2 separate regions of the Pan troglodytes genome follow, and region 1 is linked to region 2. The links are chromatin contacts, called in public Hi-C maps. All regions are on one chromosome and are shown on one strand. The core of a region is the stretch at or near the end of the contact, and the rest is flanking DNA. Distances in the headings are between cores, read along the strand shown.

What was found. A called contact is a pair of places that touch in the nucleus more often than the background predicts.
Region 1: a Hi-C map of induced pluripotent stem cells shows a contact between it and region 2, with 2.0 times the contacts expected there. The contact joins two enhancer-like sites. A contact is called at or near these places in 3 of 7 Hi-C or Micro-C datasets (blood, induced pluripotent stem cells and stem cell-derived neural progenitor cells) and 1 of 1 other capture datasets (stem cell-derived neural stem cells).

What each region holds. Positions count from the first base shown.
Region 1 is chr7:139,928,549-139,935,709 of NHGRI_mPanTro3-v2.0_pri, reverse strand. No RefSeq gene overlaps it. Among named protein-coding and RNA genes, the nearest start is that of GSDMC, 140 kb to the left of the region's middle. Within about 2 kb of position 3,404, at least 8 of the 24 cell types and tissues checked have an H3K27ac peak or open chromatin away from gene starts, as enhancers often do.
Region 2 is chr7:139,792,801-139,800,559 of NHGRI_mPanTro3-v2.0_pri, reverse strand. No RefSeq gene overlaps it. Among named protein-coding and RNA genes, the nearest start is that of GSDMC, 280 kb to the left of the region's middle. Within about 2 kb of position 4,244, at least 1 of the 24 cell types and tissues checked has an H3K27ac peak or open chromatin away from gene starts, as enhancers often do.

The DNA of each region.
Region 1 (7,161 bases), core at 2,155-4,654, 140 kb before region 2:
AAAATTCAGACTCCAAGTTTCTTTATGTTTTTTTCTACTCTTTTCAGGCTGGTCTTGTTAGGTAAGGAACATGCAAAGAAATCCTCAAAGTTGAAAGAAGTTAAGACAAAAACAAGAGCTGGAATTCCTTGACTGAAGAGGTCACTGTACGTGGCAAACAAATGCTCAGCTTATCTTTACTTAACTGAAATAAATGGAACTAAACTGAATTGCTGTCAACGTGTTTATGTGAACGCGTCTGGGACATTTATCACCGTAAAGGTGGTCTTATAAAAGGAATATTCCTGTGTGAATCCAGACACTGGCTTCTAGTGTTAGCTGGGTTCCTAACTCACTCTGAATCTTTGGGCAAGCTGCCTACCTTCTCAGGAAGTCAGTCTCTCTGTCTCTAAAATTAGTTGGGCTCAGAGTTTCCTTCTCTGTTTACAATTCTTTGATGTGTTTTAGAGGGCTGGAAAATTCACCGCTGATGGATCTGTAGTAGGATTCATAAAGGTCTCTTATGTTTGTATATTGCTTCATTATTTCCTTTGCTATTTAGAATCTATTCAGCTTGACAGGGAAGGTTGTGTTATCCCAATATATAGATTAGAAAACTGAGGCCCAGATAAATTGAATGATGTGGCCATGACTTTTTGGCTGGTGACTGGAGGAGGTGAGAATACAACCCGGATCTCCTGACATCTAGTCTGGAGTTCTTTCCTCTTGACATGTAAGGTTGTGAGAAACCATATCTGACCATGTCTGGTCTCCATCAGAGGCACAATCTTGTTAACTTGTTTCTTCTGAATCATGATCTGACCTCAGGTAGCTTTTTGTAGGTTCTCAATTGGAATTCAGTTTATAATAAAATGTATTACATGTTGATAATGCAGATTTCCAAGGTGAGTCTTATGACAAGGCATGCGGAGGAAACACGGGTATGGGAGAAGGAGTTTAGGCCTGAAACCACGCAGACCTGGTGGGCATCTCTGTTCTATGGTTAACTGGCTGCTCACTTACCTTCATTTTCACATCTTTAAAATGGGCATTATAATATCTAACTTTTAGGGTCCTCAATACATCAATTCGTTCACTCTCTTCATCTTAGTCATTTGAAAACAATATTCTACATTCCTTATAAATGATTTCATATAGGAACATTGAATGATAGAAAGATGATAGTAATATATTGCTATGTTAGACAAATGATACAAGTAGTATGTTTTGTATGAACTTAATTTGTATAAAAATGCACAAAGTACACAATAAAGAGACAAGAATGATTGCATATGGTTAACGGTGGTCTTCTATAGGTGGTGGGACTACAAGTGCTTTCAATTTTTTTCTTATTGCTTTTCTTCTTTTACTTAAATATCTAAATTGACCATATATTAATGTGGTAATCAGTTTTAAAAAGTTCTTTCTCTTAAAGGAGTAAAGTTGATGATTCTAAGTGGGAAAAAATGGAATAACCAGCTTTCTTTCAAATGGTTGTTCAAAAGATGTATTACCATATAATTTAAAAACAGGCACAAATGATGTTTTCAGGAGCAATTGTTAACTAACTTTTTTTTGTTGTTGTCAATGAAGACAGCCCCAGTCAGCCACCAGTGGGTCCGTGGCATTGAAAAGGACACTGCCCAGAGTAGTTGGGGCTGGGACTCCACATCTACTGCGTGCCCTTGCCAAACAGCTGTGTTCTGCGCAAACAGCGTGATGACACTCACCTGTAGGAAGCGGAAATGGGGTCATGGAGTTGGGCTGCAGTCACAGGTGGGGTCACAAAGAGCTGGTGGTGCCACGGTTCCACCCCAACACGCGGGCCAGCCTATCAAGAGAGGGCCAGGACAATGCGGAAAGAACGTCTGTTGCTCTTAGTAATGAGTGACAGTTCTCCGCTGTCGGGTAAGTCCTGGGCAGGATGCTGTCACAATTACAATTTGGCCAGAACCCGCAGTCCTGGGCTTAGGTCTTACAACACAGGGAAAGCTGATGGGAGTTCCTCCCGAGCTTAGTAGCGAGGCTAGAGAGAGACAGAATGACAGAGAGAGAAAATGGTGCGTATACATGGAGAAGTGCGGAGTGAGCACAGATACTCTCTGTCCCCAAATGTGTTTTTGCCACATTTCTTTCAGTCTAATCAGGAGCAGAGAGGGTATCTTTCTTTGTAATGGCTCCCCCAAATTAGAAAGTGAGATAACTTTATTTCATACATGGATGTACTTTTTCATTTTAACTTTTGGGTTTTAGTGTGTGTCTTTAAAGGTTGATTTTTGTTTTGTGACAAGAGATTGTTTTTCCATTCCCGAGAGTAAGAGTGTTCTTTTAAAAATACATTGCTTTAAGTAAAAAAATGGGGTCACTTCACATATTAATATAGTTAGTGTGTGGAAGTGGCAAAAATCTTCAAAGGGTGATGCAAACAGCTAAAATACGGACATCACTTTTCTTCAGTGGCCTGGAAGTTGAAAGACTTGGGTCCCTGCCATTTTACCTACTAATTAGGAGAACGTAAGTCAGTGGTTCCCAAGCCTACCTAAATGTTGGAATCACCTGGGTGTGGGAGAGCTTCAAAAACTACTGATGCCTGTTTTCTAACCCAGAGATTCTGATTCAATAGGTCTGGGTGTGGCCTGAGCGTTGGAGGTTGTAAAAGATACCCAGGTGATCCTAATGTCAGGCACATTAGAAGCCAATTCTTCGATGTCCCTGAGCCTTAGTTTGCTTTCTGTAGTATGGGGGTGTGGAGTGTCTGCTAAACAGGATTTGTCCTATTCTTCATGTTCTTTAAAAAAAAAAAAAAAAGAAAGCAAATGCTTTCAAGTGAACGGCTCAATGTCTTCTCCCTGAAAGGGACTGCTGGACAGTATGAGACACTGGGTTCTAGATGGATAAGACAACAGGTCCAGTCTGGGGTTTCTGGTGCAAAGCAGAGAAGGTGGAACCAAAAAATGGCGAGGAAAAGGGTAGCTGGCTGAAGCTCTTTCCTCTGGCTGGGTGTGGTGGCTTACGCCTGTCACCCCAACACTTTGGGAGGCTGATGCTGGAGGATCACTTGAGGCCAGGAGTTCAAGACCAGCCTCGTCAACATAGTGAGACCCTGTCTCAATAATAACAACCACACAAACCTCTCTGCTCGAAGCCAGCTTTATTGATAGTTTATATATTCAGACAGAAACAGTGTGTTGTGGGGCAGAGCTAATATGTGTATCCAAGAGATGATGGGCTGCCGTGGGCTAGCAGAGTGACTTCAGACAAGCCTCTTTACCTCTTTGGGTCTCATTTTCCCCAGCTGGAGAATGAAGGGTGGACTAATTGATCCAGACAATTCAGTCTATCGCTAAGGCTCCTCTCTACCCCACCTCCATTGCAGTCTTTTCTTGGCTTTTTGCCAATGAGTTCTTCAGAGAGGCAGTAGATGGCAGTAGAGGCTTTAGAATGAGGACTTTCAGGTTGCTTGGCTCACCTAATTTCATCCTCCCACGCTGACACTGCTGGGAATGCTGCTCTGGAAAGATTCTCTGCTGCCTGCAGAGCTGACAGCTGCTGCCTGAATCTACTCATCTGTGAACCACAAAGGGGCAAAGTTTAAAGGAACAGCACTTCTTAGCTGTTCACAGTTCTACGAGGGCAGGGCAGAACAGGACCAGCTGGTGCCTACAGTCCAGTTACTTCTTTGCTCTTTCCCTGGGGTCGGATCTCACCTGTTTTTGATCTTTGGCACATTTTCCTGCAATGATGAACGAGTGAGGCGGGCTGGGAGTGAATAAGGAGACTTTTAGGGTAAGAGGGCAACCCGGGCCATCTTTAGGACGACAAATTTCTCGGAGAAACTTATATTTGCACATGATGGTTTTAAAAGAGCTTTCATACACATTGATTCATTTCATCTTTGAAACTACCCTTTCAGTTCGGTAGAAGCAAAATTGTCAGTTTCGGCAGATGAGGATGCAGAGTCTCAGGGTAAATGGGAAAGTGGTTTTTTCAAGTCAGCCTGCTCTAATGTGGTGATCAGAACTCAAACCCAAGTCATGTATGTATGTATGATGTATGTATGTATTGATGGAGCCTTGCTCTGCCACCCAGGTTGGAGTGCAGTGGTATGATCTTGTAACCTCCGTCTCCCGGATTCAAGTAATTCTCCTGCCTCAGCCTCCTGAGTATCTGGGATTGCAGGCACCATGCCTGGCTAATTTCTGTATTTTTAGTAGAGACGGAGTTTTACTATGTTGGCCAGGCTGATCTCGAACTCCTGACCTCAAGTGATCTGCCTGCCTTGGCCTCCTAAAATGCTGGGATTACAGGTGTGAGCCACTGTACCCAGCCTCAAACCCAAGTCATTTGGCAACTTAGTTCAGTCCTCTTTCTATTGAGTAAGGCATAGCAACTAACGTGCCCCATATTTGAGTTCCTGTAGGTACTTATAAGCTGGGTTATACATTTTAAAAATCTTTATCATTTACTCACTATGTGTCAGGCACTAAACCATGTTCTGAGAATAGAGGTGAAAAATAAAAAACTATCCTTGCATACTGCTCTATATGTTCCAGAAACTGTTGTTAATGACTTTAAAAATAATTTCCAATTTAATTCCTCTTAGTGTCCCTTTGAGGTAGGTATTGCTTTAATCCAGTTTACAGATGAAGAAACTGAGGCACAGAGAAATTATGTAACTTGCTACAGTAAGTAGTGAAGCCAGAATTTAAAGGGAGGCAGTAGCATCCTTTTTCTTTTTCAAAACAGCTTTACTGAGTGATAAGTCATGTACTCCATAATTTGCCTATTTATAGTGTATAATTCAATGGTTTTTAGTATATTTGACAGAGATGAGCAAACATCACAGTCAATTTTAGAACATGTCTCATAGCATGCCTCATCCCCCCAAAATAAACCTGTACCCATTAACAGTTGGGACGTGGTATTCTTAATAGCTATACTATATTGTTTCCATGGATGACACATGGTTTTTGTCTTTCAAGAGTTCTGTTGAGTTCAGGACACATAGACAGATTATGACACTACAGTGTAATAAGTACAATGACAGTTGATGCTCAAAGAGCATATAGCTTACAGTATAATGCAGAGTCTCAAAGTAAGGACTTTAACAGAAAGAGAGAGAGAGAGAGAGCAAGAGAGAGCATGAGCCTGAATTTTCTGCTTATAATAGAGCTATGATTAATGCATCAAGTACTCCTGGAAATTCAAATGATGTTCATAGAGGGGATACTTAGATTTTGTATGCTGGGGTCAGTTGTTGTGATGTTACCAGATTAGTCAATGACTCCTTTCAGCCCCCTTGGGGAATGTGATGGGGATGGCTGGGTGGGCAATGGGCGTGGGCATAGTCTGGGATAAACAGGGAAGGTTAAGAGCACCTAGTGCTTGGTGTCTGGGAGGTCATGAAGAAAGGCTTCGCTGTTACTCTCAGGGTCAACCTGGTGTGATGCACACACCAATTCAGCAGCCAAGTTTATCTAGGATATGTCAATCCCACAAGTTATAGAAACTTCCAAGAAGTAGCAACAGGACCCAGGAGCTCACAGCTGGGTTTTCACTTAATCCTTGTACAGTGTTGCCTCAGCTTCTCAAAGTTTCTGGTGTTTATGAAGATCCATAACAGCTGGCTGCAAACCCAACTCCTGAGAATCATTTCTGGGAGAATGCCGAAGACTGCATTTCAAGTTCAAGAATGGTGAGAAAAGTACAGTTGAAAATCTCATTTTAATAACTTCGTAGTAATAATAATGTCTGCCATGTATTGAATGCCTTCCAAATGCCAGATGGTTATGTTAGAGTTTTTTTCACTTAAATCTCATGATCAACCTGCCAGGGTCACATTGTTACCCCTACTTTAGTGGTGATTAGGATCAGAAGTGGGGAGGTAGTTTGCCCAAGGTTTACATAGCTAGGAAGTGACAGGGCTGGAATTCTAACTAGGGTGATCAACTCATCCTGGCTTGGCTGGGGCTTTGCTGGTTTTAAGATGGAAAGTTCCTTATCGCAGCAACCACTTCAGTCTTGGGTAAGCTGAGAAGTTTGGCCAGCCTAGTATCCAGGTCTGTTGGGTTCTTTCTGCTGTGCCCTGCAAACTGAGAAGCTCCCTTGATCCCTCTCTTGGCAGCAGTACATGGTTTGGGCTCCCTGCCGCACCCCCTTAGGGACTTGCTATGCTCCTCCCTATCTGTCCCCAAGTGCCTGCTCTCTGGAACTGCTCTGAGCCTTGTCTCCTTCCAGCTGTTTCCTGGCCCCCTCAATTGCCTGCTTTCTCTAATGATAGTTGCTTTTATTTTCGTGTCAGGCCTTTTACCGTTTATCCGTTTGGAGCTTCCCCCAAGCACCCAACCCACTGCTGGCTATAAAGATTTGGAGACCTGGGCTTGAGTTCCAGCTGAGCTGCCTTCTGGCTATTCCCTGGGGAAGCCACCTCACCTCCCTAGAGCCTCTGCTTCCTCATCCAAGACTGGGGGTATAGCTGTGCTCACCCACTAACACTGCTGTATTGTTTAACGTAAAGGCAAGATGAGAACATGGAGTTTCAACCTGAAAGGCATTGAGCACGTTGGTTGTCATTACTGTTGGGTGACTTCCTACTTTCCCTGCCTACCTCTGAAAGGAGAAGTGAGTTAGTGGCAATGTGGACCCTGATTTAGCATGGGAGGTTTTGGCGTCTGCTAGCCTGGCTACCTATCCATTGTGTGTCTGCTTTTTTCAGATTTAAAAATAGGGTTCGTGAGTGCCTGACAAATTAGTTGTGAAATACTTAGTCTTGTATCCTGGGTTGGCTTCAAGCTTGAAAAGCGGGTTGGAGCCATGTGTCTTCAAGCTGGCCCAGGACACCCCGCCAGGAACACTGGCTTACTGTGCTGTGAATAAGTATTGGTGGCACAAATGAATGAATGAATGAATGTGGCACAGAAAGTGCCGAATGGGCGATACGGAGTACATTTGAATGGAAGGTAAAATTGCTTTGGAAAGTTGAAAATATCTGATGCAAACAAGCCAATTTCTCACAAACCACTTCAATTATTTCCTGGAACAAGGCAGCTTGTAAAGAAACACATTACATATATAAATAAATAGTACAATCATTTATATGATTCCCTTGTCTTTAATTATTATTATTATTATTATTATTATTATTATTATTTTTGAGACAGGGTCTTACTCTGTCACCCAGGC
Region 2 (7,759 bases), core at 2,995-5,494:
TTTGTTGAGTGTAATGAGATCTTTGCTTTACTGCTTTGTGTTTTTGTCTAAGAGAAGACTAGAAACAGCCACCAAGAAGGGAAGAACACTCATGATAGCAAGATGTGGCAATTAACTGGAAGGAAACAGAAACATAAAAACTATAAAAAGTAGACATAAGATTTCAAAAGCATGAAAGTTGGGTTATTCAAGGTTGGGGCCAATAACCCTGGACATGCCAATAATCTTAGTAAAGTTCTTCCTAACCTTTGTCACAGTATGGCAGTCATGGAAGAGCTGCTATTTGTTCAGTACACTAGGACAAATAGAAGAGGTTGCTCTCTGCAGAGTTCACTATCCTTGGGCTCTGGCCAGCTCAGCCCTATCCAGCCTCCCTGAGTACTAAGTGGATCAACATCTTGGCACAGCTGTCCCATGTGTCCCAACACATTGGTTAGGAAGCACCGTATTAGATAGTGCCACAAAACTACACAATAAGGGGCAATGTCTTTCACTTCTGCACCCCTAGTGCTTGACATCACTCAGTGGCCCTCAAATATTCTAAATTGAATATACTTGAATACACTAATTGTTGAATTAAATGAAATGATGACTGCATTTTTCAGAAAAGACAATATTTTGCATGGCTTTTTTCAAGAAGATAATGTATAATAATGCATGTTAGAAATATTTTCAGATGAAAGCTAAAGAGAGAGTTGCTCAGTGTGGGGGATTAACACAATGTTTCTCAGGTAGTCAGTGGTAGAACAACAAGAAGGCACATTTCTTTTTTTCCAGGTAAATGGCACACTGCAGTCCTTTTGCTTGGGAGGTTCATATCGAGTGACCAAAGCTGCCAGCTGCTTACAGTAGGTAGACCACCATAAGTAGTGTGCCATGCAGACATCCAGAGTTTATTTCTGTGTGCTAAGAAATGGAAAGGCGTAGTCAATGAGCATTGTACACTGCATGATCTGGATTCTATTTTAGATTTGTGATGATCAGATGCTATTTTGTGATTATGTTCATTTTTAACCTAAAAACTTTGAAATGGATATTTCCAATGTCAAAATTAGAGGAGACTTATGTAGTTCTGTGTATGTGTGGTTTCTGTGTTGGAGAGTGACTTGGAAACCATAGCGAACTGATGATAGCAGCCGTTATGATTTGACTAGTCTGGCATGAATTTTTCCCAAAGATATGCAACGCCGATCATCCGAAGACTACTTACTTACCAGAAAAAAATAAAAGACAAAAAAAAAAAAAGAAGAAAAATAATGCTCTTGAAGGGGAGAGCTAAAGCAGACCTGTAAGGGCTTTTTATGGCCCAAATTTTCTTCTGCAAGAAGCACCTTCTTAAAAGTGATACAGGAGGGCTGAGGTTCTGTTTTTTTCTATTTTCTTTATAACTGTACTCATGGGAAGTTGCAAAAGCTGAACAGAAAGTATGAAATCTGGAAGTTTAAAAAAAGGCACAAAACCTCCCCAAAGTGGCCCCAAAATGACTGATACAGAGAAACAAGGACATTTTGCACATTTTTAACTGTGTCATATCCAACTCATTTGGTTGATTTTCTGTGTTTTTGTTTGTTTGCTTGTTTTTGTACTCATGTAGGATATTAAGAAAGCCTATAGATTATTGCTTAGGCCACTTCCTCACAGACTCTTTCAGTATCATGAGAATTCTTCTTGTTGTTTATCATTAATAAAAAAGTTCCAGAAATACCACCTTAAACAGAGCAAGTCACGTGGACGTTGGATCTGATATGCAGGACATACTGGCAGATGTAATTGAGCAAGGTTCAAGACAATGCCACTCCGGTACAAGTCATAACCATATCCAGATCTGGTTTGCATAGGTGACTGAGATCACCTCAGCCTCATCTCAGGAAGTGGCCACTTTTGGAGAGTCCGACTATCACAGTGGGCACAGAACTCTGCCATGTCACTAGCCGAATGACCTCGGATGTCACTTCAACTCTGAGCCTTAGAACTTGTCAACTGCAAAGTGGGGCACTTCACCGAGCTACATCATTGAGCTACTTCACTGAGCTACTTCATTGAGTTGGGAAAATTAAAGGAGCAAATATGGGAGAAGGATTTGGCCCATAGTAAACATTATGACTGTCCGTCTTCTGCCATCTTTCAGTAGACGCAGTGGAATTATATGAAGGTTGATAGGCACTTAAACCAAGAATATATGAACATCTATTCTGTGCAAGATGTGTGCATTGAACTCAGTCCAGGACTGAAGGGGACAGGAGGAAGGTAAGGGGGCTCACATTTGTTCATTACATGTGTTAGGCTCTGTGCATGATCATCTTATATATGTCATATTTAATTCTTGCAATAATCCTATGGAGTGGGAATTATCACACAAGTACTCATCCCCCTTTATGGATTAAGAAACAGATTCTAAACCACTATGAGATATCATCTCACACCAGTTAGAATGGCAATCATTCAAAAGTCAGGAAACAACAGGTGCTGGAGAGGATGTGGAGAAATAGGAACACTTTTACACTGTTGGTGGGACTGTAAACTAGTTCAACCATTGTGGAAGTCAGTGTGGCGATTCCTCAGGGATCTAGAACTAGAAATACCATTTGACCCAGCCATCCCATTACTGGGTATATACCCAAATGACTATAAATCATGCTGCTATAAAGACACATGCACACGTATGTTTATTGTGGCATTATTCACAATAGCAAAGACTTGGAACCAACCCAAATGTCCAACAATGATAGACTGGATTAAGAAAATGTGGCACATATACACCATGGAATACTATGCAGCCATAAAAAATGATGAGTTCATATCCTTTGTAGGGACATGGATGAAATTGGAAACCATCATTCTCAGTAAACTATCGCAAGAACAAAAAACCAAACACCGCATATTCTCACTCATAGGTGGGAATTGAACAATGAGATCACATGGACACAGGAAGGGGAATACCATACTCTGGGGACTGTGGTGGGGAGGGGGGAGTGGGGAGGGATAGCATTGGGAGATATACCTAATGCTAGATGACGAGTTAGTGGGTGCAGCGCACCAGCATGGCACATGTATACATATGTAACTAACCTGCACAATGTGCACATGTACCCTAAAACTTAAAGTATAATAAAAAAAAAAAAAAAAAAAAAGAAACAGATTCAGGGAGTTTCTTACCTTTCTAAGGTCATTCAACTAAGTAAGTGCCAGCCTTGGGAAAGAAGTTTAGCTTTCCCTGTTGTTTCTCATGCAACTGAACAAGCTCATAATCTCAGACATGTATTTTAGGAAGTTCCCTGTAGAAGGACTGTACCTAATTGCTTTCATTTTTAACAATGGTTGGGTCATAGGTTTCCTGATGTGCTGATTAGCAGTATCTCTTTTCTATCTGAAGACAGTGTTTGCCCCCCAGCCTTTCTGCTGTCAAGAGTAGGGAACCGCCTTTTGAAACCATTGTCCTGAGTGCAAGAGGGAGTGACAAAGAGATCATCAACTAAGGATCTCAGCTTTAAGTGTTCAGATTTGGCCAAATTATTTTTCTAGTTCTCCAAGTCCTACCTCATTTTCACACCTTTATGTCTTTGTATGAGCTGTTTACCTGATTTTACAAAGCCTAACTCACCCTTCTAGATCCTGCTTGACTTTCATGTCAAGGCTGTCTTTACTCCAAGGTAGAATGAAGTGCTCCCTTATTTTTCATATGTCTCAGCAGCTATTGCAATGTAGTATGCTTAACTGGCTTCCCATTCAGCTCCACTAAACTGGGAGCTTCCTGAAGGTATACACTGTGTCTTACTCATCTTTGAGTCTACTATTCACTGTATGGCACACATATAATTTTGTGTATTAATGCTAGTAAATCAATGAATCAAAGACAACTAGCCTTGGCCTCTGCATTTATGTGGCATATCTGAGAGCAATGTTATCCTCTTAAAATGCTAACAATTTGTGCCCACTTTTCAGACATTTGCCTGTTCTCAGCACCCTCAATTTTACTCTTCTATGGTCAGAGCAATCTTAGAATAGCTCTAATTGATGACCATTTTGGTCCAAACTCTACCTTGACTGTTGATTTCTATTCTCTGCCTGGGACTCTTGAAGATTTCTATTTAATTGGTTTGGGCACTTGCCTCACACAGTGAATTGTTTAAATATAACCAGCACAATACAAGACGCTTAGGCTGCAGCTCTGAAATCAGTATATGAGGAAGAGACACACATGCGTGCAAAAGAGAGAAACCATTCATGAGTGCTGGGGGTGGGGGAAGGGAGAGCAGTTGAAAAGCATGTGAAAGCCACTTCCTTTTCTCATGTGAGTAGAAACTCCAGCAGAACTTATCAGAACCATTCATCTGTATGATCATTCATTCATCTGTTTATTCATTCATTCATCTTGGATAGCCCAGATTATTGCAAGAGCCCCTCAGTGATCCCTCTCCCTCTCTTCTGGCCCCTGCTCAGACCATATTCACAGCACTGAACATGACCTTTCTCTGGTTCTCTGTTATTCACAAGATAAAGGGCAAGCTCCTTAGCATGGCATCCGAGAACACTGATCTGGTCTCTGGGTGGCTACTAGTCCCCCTTGTCTCTTACAGCCTGACATGTGCACCTCTCTAAGCTCCAGCAACAATGGACTCTTAGGAATACCACTGATATGCAGTTTGTGTTGCCTCTGTCCTTTTCTGTATGCTGTTCCCTATATTTTCTCTAGATATTTTCCTATTCTTCTCCTATTTAGTTTTGAAAACTCAGCTCAACCATATCTCTACTGTAAGGCTTTCCATGAGACTACCAATCTAAAAGAGGTGTGAGACTTTTTCTTCATCACAGTGTTGTAGGCATATACCTATCATAGCTCTGACTGTAATATACTGAACCTGTTTGTCCTTCATCTTTCTCTCCACTGGTCTGTGAATTTCTCGTAGTCAAGGCCCATTTATTCTTCTTCACAAAACAGGTCCTGACATACAGTAGATGCTAAATAAATAGACATGGAATGAGCACATTACTCGGAGGCTGCATGCTAAGAGTTTAAATGTTACCCTGAATCCAAACACAGTCATTCACAGGTTTTAAGCAGGGGTAGTGGCAGGATTGGGTTTGTGCTCAGAGATAGAATGGGAAATGATTGGAGATGGAATGGATAATGAATGGGGTTGGGCAACACTGGAGGCAAAGAGGCCAACCTACCTTGTCACCCTCACCTCACCCCCCCAACCATTCACTGCTACTTCACCCACCCCAGGAAGTCTCTACCTCATGAACTTTTACATTCCCTCAAGACATAGCTAAAACATCTTGTTTCAGGAACTGTCTCTGATCTGCTTCCTTCATACTTTGTAATATTCTCAATGGTAATATACTATGTTCAATATTTATTGAGCATTTTATTATATGCTGAGCATTTTACACTCAAAAAATTAATCATCACAGTAACCCAATGAGGCGATGTTATTAACCTTCTTTTACAGTTAGGGCAATTGAGGCTCAGAAAGCTTAAGCCACTTGCCCAAATTATTCACCTAGAAATGGTAGATAAGACATGAAGTCAAGTCTGACTTTGAGCCACTGCTTTTACCTATGATGGTATCTGTATCATGGTTTCTTTCTGTGCTCCTACCTCGTGTTACAACATGATACCTGATAGAAACTCTTGGATTTAATTTAGTTCTACATTTCTAACCAGTATGTTTGTTGGATGGAAGCATCTAGAGGCCTTAGAATTGTTTGTTGTGTTTTCTTTCTTTTGTCTTCTTGGCAATGCTGCTGACTTTGTTTCTTTTCCTGTGTGTCTCCAGAGTCTTTCATGATTTTAGTTCTTTCTAGTTTTCAGTTGTACAGGATCAGTTTTGCCCCTTCTTTTAAAATATTATTATTATTATTATTATTGAGATGGAGTCTTGCTCTGTCACTGAGGCTGGAGTGCAGTGGTGCGATCTTGCCTCAATGCAGCCTCTGCCTCCCAGGTTCAGGCAATTCTTCTGCCTCAGCCTCCCAAGTAGCTGGGATTACAGGCACCTGCCACCATGCTGGCTAATTTTTGTATTTTTAGTAGAGATGGGGTTCCGCCATGTTGGCCAGGCTGGTTTCAAACTCCTGACCTCAAGTGATCCACCCGCCTCAGCCTCCCAAACTGCTGGGATTACAAGCATGAGCCACTGTGCCCGGCCTTCTTTTTCTAAAATTTTGATTTGAAGTCTACTTCATCAGTTTGCCTGCCCAGCTGTTGTCCTTGTCATTGATGTGATGGTGACTTTCCCTTCCAGGAACCCATTTTTTCTGACATGATTAGCAGTGATCTTCACTGCAAAGCCCAGTTACCAGTATCATTTTGATAGCAGGTCCACACTTTGCAAATGTTCCTTTCCCTAAAAGGTCATGATCTTCAACAAGAAGAAGAGAGCAAAGTATCATCTGGGCCAGCAAGTCCTTTAATTTTTACCTGGGGTTGGATGGAACTTGTATTATGATATAATCTCGATAAGCCTGGGCTCAAACTGTGCCTCTACTGCTTCTGTAAAACAGGAGCACCAATGCCTGCTTTCCTGGGTTGTGGGGAGGGTTCACTATGGTAATAAGTATGAAAGCTACTTGGTCAGTCCCTGTCTCATAGCCTCTAATAAGGACTAAGGACGCTTTCTCACCATAAAGTCAACTTCAGAGGTCCATGTGGCTGTTTACCTTGTGTGAACTAGCTCAGTTGAGTAGAAACTGGTAGGCTTGATGGTGATTCAGGTAAAACTGATTTTCTCAGTTTCTCCTGGGATTTTTTTCTATTCCTATTCCATATAAGAACAATTTATTCTAAGACAGAGATTTGAGATTTGTTTTTGGAATGAGAAAGGCTGGATTTGAGTTTTGGCTTGCCTACTCACTAGCTGTGCAACCCTATGCAAGGTACGTAAACTCTCTAAACTCCAATTTTCTTATTTGTAAAATAGGAACAATAGTAGTAGCTGCCTCATAGGGTGTTTGTAATTCATGAGAGAATGTGCATACACTTAGCACATTGTGTGGCCCATAAGAAGCACTCATGGCTGGGTGCAATGGCTGCTGTAATCCCAGCACTTTGGGAGGCCATGGCAGGAGGATTGCTTGAGCCCAGGAATTCAAGACCAGCCTGAGCAACATGGAGAAACCCCATCTCTACCAAAAATACAAAAATTAGCCTGGTGTGGTGGCATGCATCTGTAGTCCCAGCTACTTGAGAGGCTGAGGTGGGAGGATCATCTGAGCCCAGGAAGTTGAGGCTGTGGTGAGTGGTGATCATGCCACTGCACTCCAGCCTGGATGACAGAGTAAGACCCTGTCTAATAAAAAAGAAGCATTGCTAATTCATTCATCCATTCATTGAGAACGTATTGAATATCTGCAATATGCCAGGCACTGTATGTCAGTCTTTACCATAATATCCAAGGTTACATATTACATAAATAGGAGAGCCAAGACTGTCAGATACTGGACTTCCCAAGCCCCATACTCTTTACCCAATAATGACCTTGAAAATAGATATTTTTGGGAAATTTATGACTTTTCACTAGTATTAGAGTTTTTGGTGCACTCTCTTCACTCAAACCTTTCTTTACATCTAAGTCTTTTATAGCCTCCATAATACTTCCAAATACACTCAAAGTTCAGGCTGGGTAAATACTCACAGAATGAATGAATTTGGTAAGCAAACCAATATTGAGTCTACATAGAAATTGTATATTCTTTACCGATTCCTACCCTCTATCTGACCATTGATATTTTTCTAATTATTCATTTTTACATTGAG